Regions from separate parts of the Gossypium hirsutum genome. Here region 2 is linked to region 1. A link is a contact called in public Hi-C data. All regions are on one chromosome and are shown on one strand. Each heading gives the region's core, a stretch centred on a gene start, on an enhancer-like site or on the middle of the called end of the contact. The rest is flanking DNA. Distances are from core to core; before and after follow the strand shown.

Evidence for each region. Hi-C and Micro-C count contacts between places; a contact is called where the count stands out from the background.
Region 2: a Hi-C map of leaf shows a contact between it and region 1, with 1.7 times the contacts expected there. The contact joins the promoter of LOC107922937 here to the promoter of LOC107923018 in region 1. A contact is called at or near these places in 10 of 34 Hi-C or Micro-C datasets (callus, leaf and petal).

The regions. Positions count from the first base shown.
Region 1 is chrA12:83,268,741-83,272,798 of Gossypium_hirsutum_v2.1, reverse strand. LOC107923018 reads left to right here and starts at 1,711. Exons shown (of 14, transcript XM_016853220.2): 1 at 1,711-2,338; 2 at 2,419-2,682; 3 at 2,774-2,953; 4 at 3,037-3,184; 5 at 3,431-3,765. The coding sequence starts at 1,935. It also overlaps the pseudogene LOC107919345.
Region 2 is chrA12:83,603,430-83,607,683 of Gossypium_hirsutum_v2.1, reverse strand. It overlaps LOC107922937 (protein S-acyltransferase 18), which reads right to left and starts at 2,709. Exons shown (of 8, transcript XM_016853142.2): 1 at 2,164-2,709; 2 at 1,959-2,072; 3 at 1,530-1,859; 4 at 1,223-1,290; 5 at 1,036-1,088; 6 at 810-938; 7 at 1-65. The coding sequence starts at 2,217. The coding sequence ends at 898.

The DNA of each region.
Region 1 (4,058 bases), core at 462-2,961:
GGTGGTGGATCATGTGCCGGTGTGCTGTTTTGGCAACTCTTGACCCTGGGAATGGATCAAGTCGGAGATGGCTATCACGTTGTTTTGGAGCAAAGCCCTTCAACTGCTAAAATCATAGCTCAACAGTCTTGCAAGCTACATCGTCTCTCACAACCAAAATGATAGACCAATTATCAAAACTATGTGGAAGTTGTCGGAAGGTTAAACTATGTTATTAGTTCTTATATTATGTTTAAGTTGTGGATTTAGTTTATATAATTGTACTTGATTATTTTTAGTAATTGTACTTTTAGAATTTTGAAATTTTAATTCTAATAAAAAACTAATTGTTAAATGCGACAAATATAGTATCACATATATAATATCATGTTAGCAGAGGCAAAGCTAGAAAATTGTTTGGAGGAGTAAAAACTAAGTTATATAATTTTATGAGAGTTAAAATGTAATTTCGCTATTTTAATAGTTTGTATCTTTATAATTTTTAAAGGATTATATCAAAATTTTATCATTTTAAAGGCTAAAGTATAATTCTACCATGTACTAATTTAAAATGTCATAAATTTTAAAGGGTCAAATTTTAAATTTTTAAATTTGGGAGTGTCCAGGCTCCTACTATCCCTTTGTTGCCCCCTGCATATTAATTTGCTGTTTTCAAATAATATTCACACACACAAAAAAATACAATTAATGAATTTAATTATTGTTGTTGCATCAAAATTAAAATTCTAAAATTCTAAAAATATAAAGATTAATAATGAAAAAATTTAAAAATATAAATTAAATATATAATTTTACGGATGGAATAGGACTATTGGCAAAATTCAACCAAATGCATTTAACTATTGCAATTTGGATAGGATTGAAATTTAAATATATATATATATTGTAGGTGCTAAAATTAACATGTTGTTGGCCTCATTCTTAATGCGTCTTTGGTAATTATTCGATGCTAATGGTGAATTTTATATTCCTAATCTTTTAACTTCATGTTTTTATACTTAGAAGAGCATTTTAGAGTAAAAAGAGCGAAAACTGAAAAATCGAAACGATTTACAGGAGCCACACGAGCTGGACCATTCCACACGGCCTGGACTAAGCTCGCCTTACTTGAAAAACTTAAATTCAAGAAAATAAAAGTATAGGGATTAGTTTTAATAAATGGAAAATATAAAAAAACTACATTAAAAGAAATGAAGAAAGGAGAAAAACAGAGGGAGATGCAAGAAAGAGTGAAAAATAAAGAAAAATAAATAAAGTTAAAAGAATATAAAAGAAAAAAATTAAATTGCTCAAAACAAAAAAAAAATAGAGACCGATTGTATAAATTAATCTAAAATTTTTGTTTGAAATGATGATTTAACGTACCATATCAGCTTACCGTTACACAATTAACGGCAATTAACGGCTCAATGACTAAAATGTTACAACGTGATAATGTAAGTGACTAAAACGTAATATTTCAAACATAAGTGACTCAAATATAATTTAAAATAAATAAAAGTGACTATTTTAATAGTTTACCCTTGATTTTATTATTCTCGATAAATTTTAAATTTAAATTTATTGAAAAAATAATATTCACAGTTATATTAAAACGACGTGGCATCAAGACTGCAATAAGTATATATTTTAGACGAAACATTAAAATTACAAATTATTAACAACCAAGAAAATAAAGCGATTCCTTAAAAAAAAGAAAGAACGAAAGCGATAAATTCAAACAATACTGGGCCAAGCTAAATTTCCTTATCCAAAGTATACTTACCACCGGCCCCTTACTCTTCTCTCCTCATTTCCGACCACCACCGGCCATATATGCCCAACAGGCAACAATAATAACTATAATTATAATTATTTATTTATTTAAAGAAACAAAAAGCTTTTCAACTGTAAAACCCGCGAGAGTTCAAAAATTTTCTTTCACCTCCGATCTGATGTTATCTTTGCAAACTCAAACCAGCGTCACCGCTCCATCATCATCCCTTGAACGGTGCCCTTTTTTAGGTGCTCGTTCACCGGCTTCTTACCTGTTATTACGGACCGTAGCCACTCTCAAAGTTCCCGGTATTCCGCAGGGACTCCGCGCCGTATCCACTGAGCCATTGGGAACCCGAAACGACGTTAATTTAACGATCACCGATACCAGCGATGTTGTTCCGAGGATAAAGAATGAAGAAGATGAAGACGAAGAAGAAGAGGAAAAACCAGGAATTTCGAGAATTCAAGTGCCTAGACAGAAATACATACCAGTTTCCAAGGCGGAGCTCTTGGATGCTATTGTTTCGAGCTTGTTCGAATCTCGAGATGAAGATGCGCGTCAATTTCGCCTCCTTTCGTCGTAAGTTTAAAAAAACTTCTCCGATTTCTTGTTTATTGCGTTCAACTTTGATATTTTCTTTTACGGTGTAAAATTTCCAGGTGTCTGGATTCAATCCTTCACGCCCAACACAAAAGCATTTTGGAGCAAATACGAACCGATTATTACTATCCTTATTCCGTAGAGGGAAATAGAAAGACAGAGCACGTTTCAGAATCGGAAGTTGTAGCCAACGGTGAAAGATCTAAGTTCACCGACGAGGATAACATCGAACCTGATACGTGGTTCAATTACGGTTTGGACTTGAGGAACTTTCTAAATTCTTCAGCTAAAAATGTTAGGAGGTTTTCCGATGATAAGACCAGGTTAGTCTTATAAATTCGGCCACACATATAATTGTTCTTTTAGATCAATATTTCAGTTAAATTAATACTTCAATGCAAAAACTGTTTGTAGAGTTGCAGTTGCTACTCGTTTTCAAAGATCTTTTATGCAACTTCTTAATGACGCGCAATTTGAAGAACTATCAGTTACGGATTTGATGTTGACAAATGCCTTGAACACCGATTATCTCCTAACTTTGCCCATATATGTGGACTGGAAGAAAGCATCCGAATCCAATGCGATTATATTCCGGTAATTTAGTTACTGTGTGCATGTACTTTCTACATGCTTTCACTAGTAAATATGTTGGATTCAGAATGGCCTCTTTCTTACAGGCGGGGATATGCAACTGAGAGGCAGAAGGGTCTACTTATTGTTGAAAAGCTGGATTACTTACAATCCAGACTTCTGCAAGCATTCTTCTCCATTATATCAAAACCATTGGGAAAGGTTGGCAAATGGATTACTTATAATCTCAAAGAGGTAATTCCCCTTTCCTAGTTGACTTTCCAACATTAGAAGGCATGCCAACAAGGTTTTCTGAATGGAATTGACTGCACCGATATATTTTAAGTGACCTTTCGAGGTGTCAATGATTGATCTCTGTTATTTAATTCATTAGTATTCTGGTAGTCTGAGCTATATTATTTGTTTCATCTTTGTAGTTTTTTAACTTCCCGAATTTGAGTAATAAATCATTCAGTTTGACAATCTTCAACTTTAGGACAGGCTTTCAAATCTTCTTATGAGAAAGACAAAGCAGGAAACTGGGTTAGGAGGTTGAAGCTTTGGCTTGAGGAACTATCTCTCTTTCAACAGTCATATCTTAATGATGAGCAAAATTCTGAAAGTCTCCTGGGGGTTGACCAACTATCAGATCGCGACCTTCCTATCTGGTTGGCAGCACAGAGGGCAGTTAGTCGCTATGAAGGATTTCTATCAGCCATTGGACCCCGTGGAAGGCTTCTAAGGAAGTTACTTGCTAGAGTTGGACTTCTACCTCCTACACCAGAAACACCATTTCAGCTTGACAGTGTTAGTAGTGTTTCCGAACCTTATTTAAGGTATGTTAAACCGAACTTTTCATGTTCTTTACATATGGGAAGGTTGTCATCAAATTGTGCATCCAATGCTTCATGTTTTCCATTCATGGACAGGATATGATGGGAAGGGTTGAGATAACATCGGCTTACATGTTCTTCAAAAAGTACTTTGTTAAAAAAAAAAAAAACAATAGTAAACGAGAAACTTAAAGTGTTAATAACATGTGCTGATAATTAGACAACAGTTTGGATTTTTTTAAAACAATAATAAAGATGTTAAATATTTATGAGAAACCTAAAGTGTTAATAAAATG
Region 2 (4,254 bases), core at 1,460-3,959, 330 kb before region 1:
AAAAGGTCCACTGTAAATTGGTTCTTTTCTTTCATTGCCAATATATAATCATATGTTCCCATTCCCTGTAACAAGAATCAACACATTCAATTGAGAGCAATTGTACAACAAAATATGAAATTGAGAGCACAAATTAACAAGGAACCAAATGGTCAAATTTCCTAGCACAGGCTAAAAGAATGAGGATTTGAGATCATAGGGCATGGTGATGTGACATGCTCATACTTGTTATAATTACCAATGTGGTACACCATGAAATAGAGACAAAATTTCCTTAATTTCACAACTTCATATTGTAAGTGTTAAAATAGCCATATGATGCAAAGATATTTCAATGGAGTGGTCATATAATGATTATCTCCCACCAAAACTCTATACTGCAAACTGACCACATGGAAATTACCTCATTTCATGTGCAAAACTTACAATGGAGATGTTGAAGAATGTGATGGGGAATCTTATTTTAGTCTACTACATTATGTGTTAGAAACTAATCAAAGAAGGAAGCATCGATTGAACACAGGTGAACTAACAAAAAAGATTTGATATCAAGTCTTCAATTGACACCAATCTCGAATTTGATCCCTGGATAACCCCTACCCCTTCCTTATTTTACTTACCTTTCTTATCAGAACTACATGAAAGAAGAAAAGTTGTCCCATTGCAGTTGATCCATAAACAGTAAACAAAGCCAACAAAACCTATAACTTTTACAAGAGTTGAGACAAACCCAAACCAGATTTTTTGCATTCAAAATGAACTCCAATAAGAGAGATTTTCCAATGTGGAAAAGAGATAATAATATTTACTGTTATAGTGGCAAGAAATTCTTTAGGGAACTTTATGTAAAGCCTTTTCTCCAGTTCTTGCTCTATTCCCTTCTTGTCCACAAAGCACCTAATAAATATAGCAATTGCAGTGCCTCCTTCTAGAATCAGCTATTGTAACAGTAACAATTAATTGTTAGGACACCATAATAAACTTAGAATTTGAAGCCTTTTTGGAGCATTTGAAGGACATAGAAAAGCCACTTACCATTAGCAAGACAAAAATCGTTAGAAGAATGACTGGTGTATAGTTTCTTTTGCCTACACAATTGTTCAACCACCGATATATAACATAAAAACAAGCAAATCTATATCAATAAACATAAATTGGTTCTAAAATTACACTAAAAACTTAAAAAGGAAACAAAAACTGACAGACCAAAATTGGTTCTTACCCTGAAATGATGATCAAAACCTTCAACACACTAGTTGCAAGTCCTACAATGCTTGCTATGTTTTTCACCTAAGATAAAGCATAGAAGAATGTAAAAGGTTTTTTTCCGATGCAATCAATCATTATAAGCACTAAACTAAATAACTAATTATAACTAAAAGAACCCATGCATTTACATAAGGTGAGACTCAAATCTCAAAGTCTCTAGGGCCTCAATCTTGCCATAGAGACAAAGCCTCATTAGTGTAAATGATAAATGCAAGTAGTGATTTTGTTTTTGTTTGGAAAGCTAGAAAAAGAGTGCAAACCTCAAAATCACATAGAGAACAATAAGAGATATTATCATCCTCTTTAACATCAGGTGAAACTGCATCATTTTTCATGACAAGGGGAAATGGTAACAATGGTTCCATTTGGAAATTGGTTTTCCATGGATCCAAATACTTCCTCCTTATAAAAGTCCTTAGAATCTTCTTCTCCAGCCTCCTAAAAAACCTTACAACAATCTGGGTCAATATGAATCCATAATTTGGCTTCAAAATCCCTTTAGATTTCCCTTTTATCTTCTTCTTAAAGCTGGTTTTATCAGTAGGATCAATAGCAGTACACCTAACAAACAGGAATATAACTGAGAATGCCTGTAAATGAAAAAAAAAAAACAAATCAACCCCATTGAAAGTTAGCAATAAGAAAACACAAAAAAGGGGTTCACATTTTTGGTTTGTGAAGATCATTACCACAAAGGAAAAGACCGTTGTGGTAGTGATTTCAGCTATTCTGTTCCCAAGCAAAAGCCCTAAAAATGTATAAAATGCCACAACTAGGAAACTAAAGACTGCCATTCCCACCATCTGAAAAAAAAAACCCAACAATTTTGATTTCAGCCAAAAAAAAACCGTAAAGAGTTCCAAAGCAAAAGACGGGTTTTTAACTTTTATTTACCTGTAAAGGATGGAGAGGTCGCTGCCAACCATGGCGTCTCATGATCCTCATCATGCTCTTAAAACTTTATTTTGTTTTTCAATTTTTTGAATACAAAACTAAAACAACAGCAGATTTTTTTGGGGTATTAAAGTAACTTAAATAAATTCAAGCTACTTATGAAACAATGCCAAAATCCATGGTATATGGTTTCAAAGTTGAAACTATGAAATTTCCTTTTGTTTTGCTTTAGTGAATATATGTTGGCTCTTGAATCCCCTCAAACGTTCGATTTTTGGAAAGGCGATTTGAAATTTGAATGGCGATTGTGGATGTAAAATCTGGCCCATCATCTAACGGCTGTAAATTCATCACCGCCATCATCATAATTTCTTTTTGGTTAAAATTTAGTCCCTCGACGCGAATGGACTTGGCACCCCGGTTCGATTCCTCTAGGCCGTAACACCAAAGCTTTCACGTGAAGGCTTTCCGTGCCGTTTTGACTCCAAATTTGAGGCTATTTTCAACCTTTTTCAAGGCTTAAAGTCCTAGCTATTATTGTAACCCTTTTTTAGGTAAAATAGACTTCATAAATAGGATTTTTTAGAGGGTTAGAAACAACTTTTACTTTTGTAGAGTTTTTAGCTTATTGTAATTTTTATTGTTTTTGTTCTTTTATTTAGCATTTGCATGTGTTTTATGTAATTATAAATATTCAGTTTTATTGAAAATTAGGTTCAAAATTTAGTTGCTTAGAATATTTGTGTTGTTAATTAAAATAATTAAATCTATAATTATTTAATTGATTCTAATGCTTGTAAGAAACAACGTAGTTTGATATAAGCTATGTATGCAATTTATATTGTGTGAACATGCAATCTCATCTAAGTAAACCCCACTTGTGTGTGTTTGTTGGTTAGAATTGGACCTCTCTTTCTTAATGTTATCAGTAAGCTAACTCCTCTGAGCAAAGTTGTAGGATTATTTATTGATAAGGGAAATCATTTCAATGAGTTTCCTCTTGGTTATTGACAATGTAAGGTTGTATGTGAATAGGGTTGTATACACAAACCTCAAACATGGATTGTAAAACAAACATAGAAAGTGCCAAGCAAACATGAATAGGATTGTATGTGAATAGTGTAGTTTCTTGATAACTTGCATATTTAGAGTTCTTTTAATTTAGTTTCCATAGTATCTTAGGAGGTAATTATAGCATTTAGATTAGTTTTTATTGCATTTTATAGTTTTTATTGGATTAATTAGATTTTATTTAAATTTTGTTCATTCCTTTTATCATTTTTAGATTTAGTTTAGATTTATTGGTTATTTTCCTTTTTCCCATTATAGGTCTTAGATGAAGAATGGAAGACTAGGAGCATATAGTAAAAAGTAGTGAAGAGAAGTCTTTCGCTCCACTGGATTTGATTCAGTGTGGTGGAGCATGCTCTCTAATTTAGAATTTGACAGTGAGTGTTTTGCTCTACTGCAATTTTTGCGTTCGGTGGAGTGGCACGATTAAAACCCTAAAAATAAGGGTGATGAGAGTTAAGAGGAAAAAAAGGAGGAAAAGAGTAGGAAAGAACAACTCTTTCATAAGAGTAACTTCAAACTTGCAAAGACAAGAAGAAAAAAGAGATCTGAAGCGCTCAACATAAATTCTTCAACTATTTTTTCTCTAGATTATTTCTTTTTACTTTTTTATGCAAGTTTGTTTTGAATCTCTTTTTGTGTGGTTTTCTCAACTCAATATGAATCAAACTCTATTTTCTTGGAATAAAGATGGATCCTATTTCTTATTTAATTAATTTATTTTCTTTTTGATTGTTTGATCTTTACTAATTATTTATTCAAGTTTGTGCTTATTTAATCTACTTACATGATCACCAAGTTGCATTAATTTGATAATCTTGATTTGTCTTGGAAGAGAAAATTAAGGTTTAGATCTAGACAAAATAAATTAGGATTAACTTCAGTAGTGCTAATGAATAAATTAATTTGCGGCTAGGATAAGAATATACATGATGTCCTAATCAACCTAATAGGTTTATTCTTAGTGACTTCACCTAACTTGCTTAGCATAGGAATATAGCTAGTGGGGAAGGGTGATTA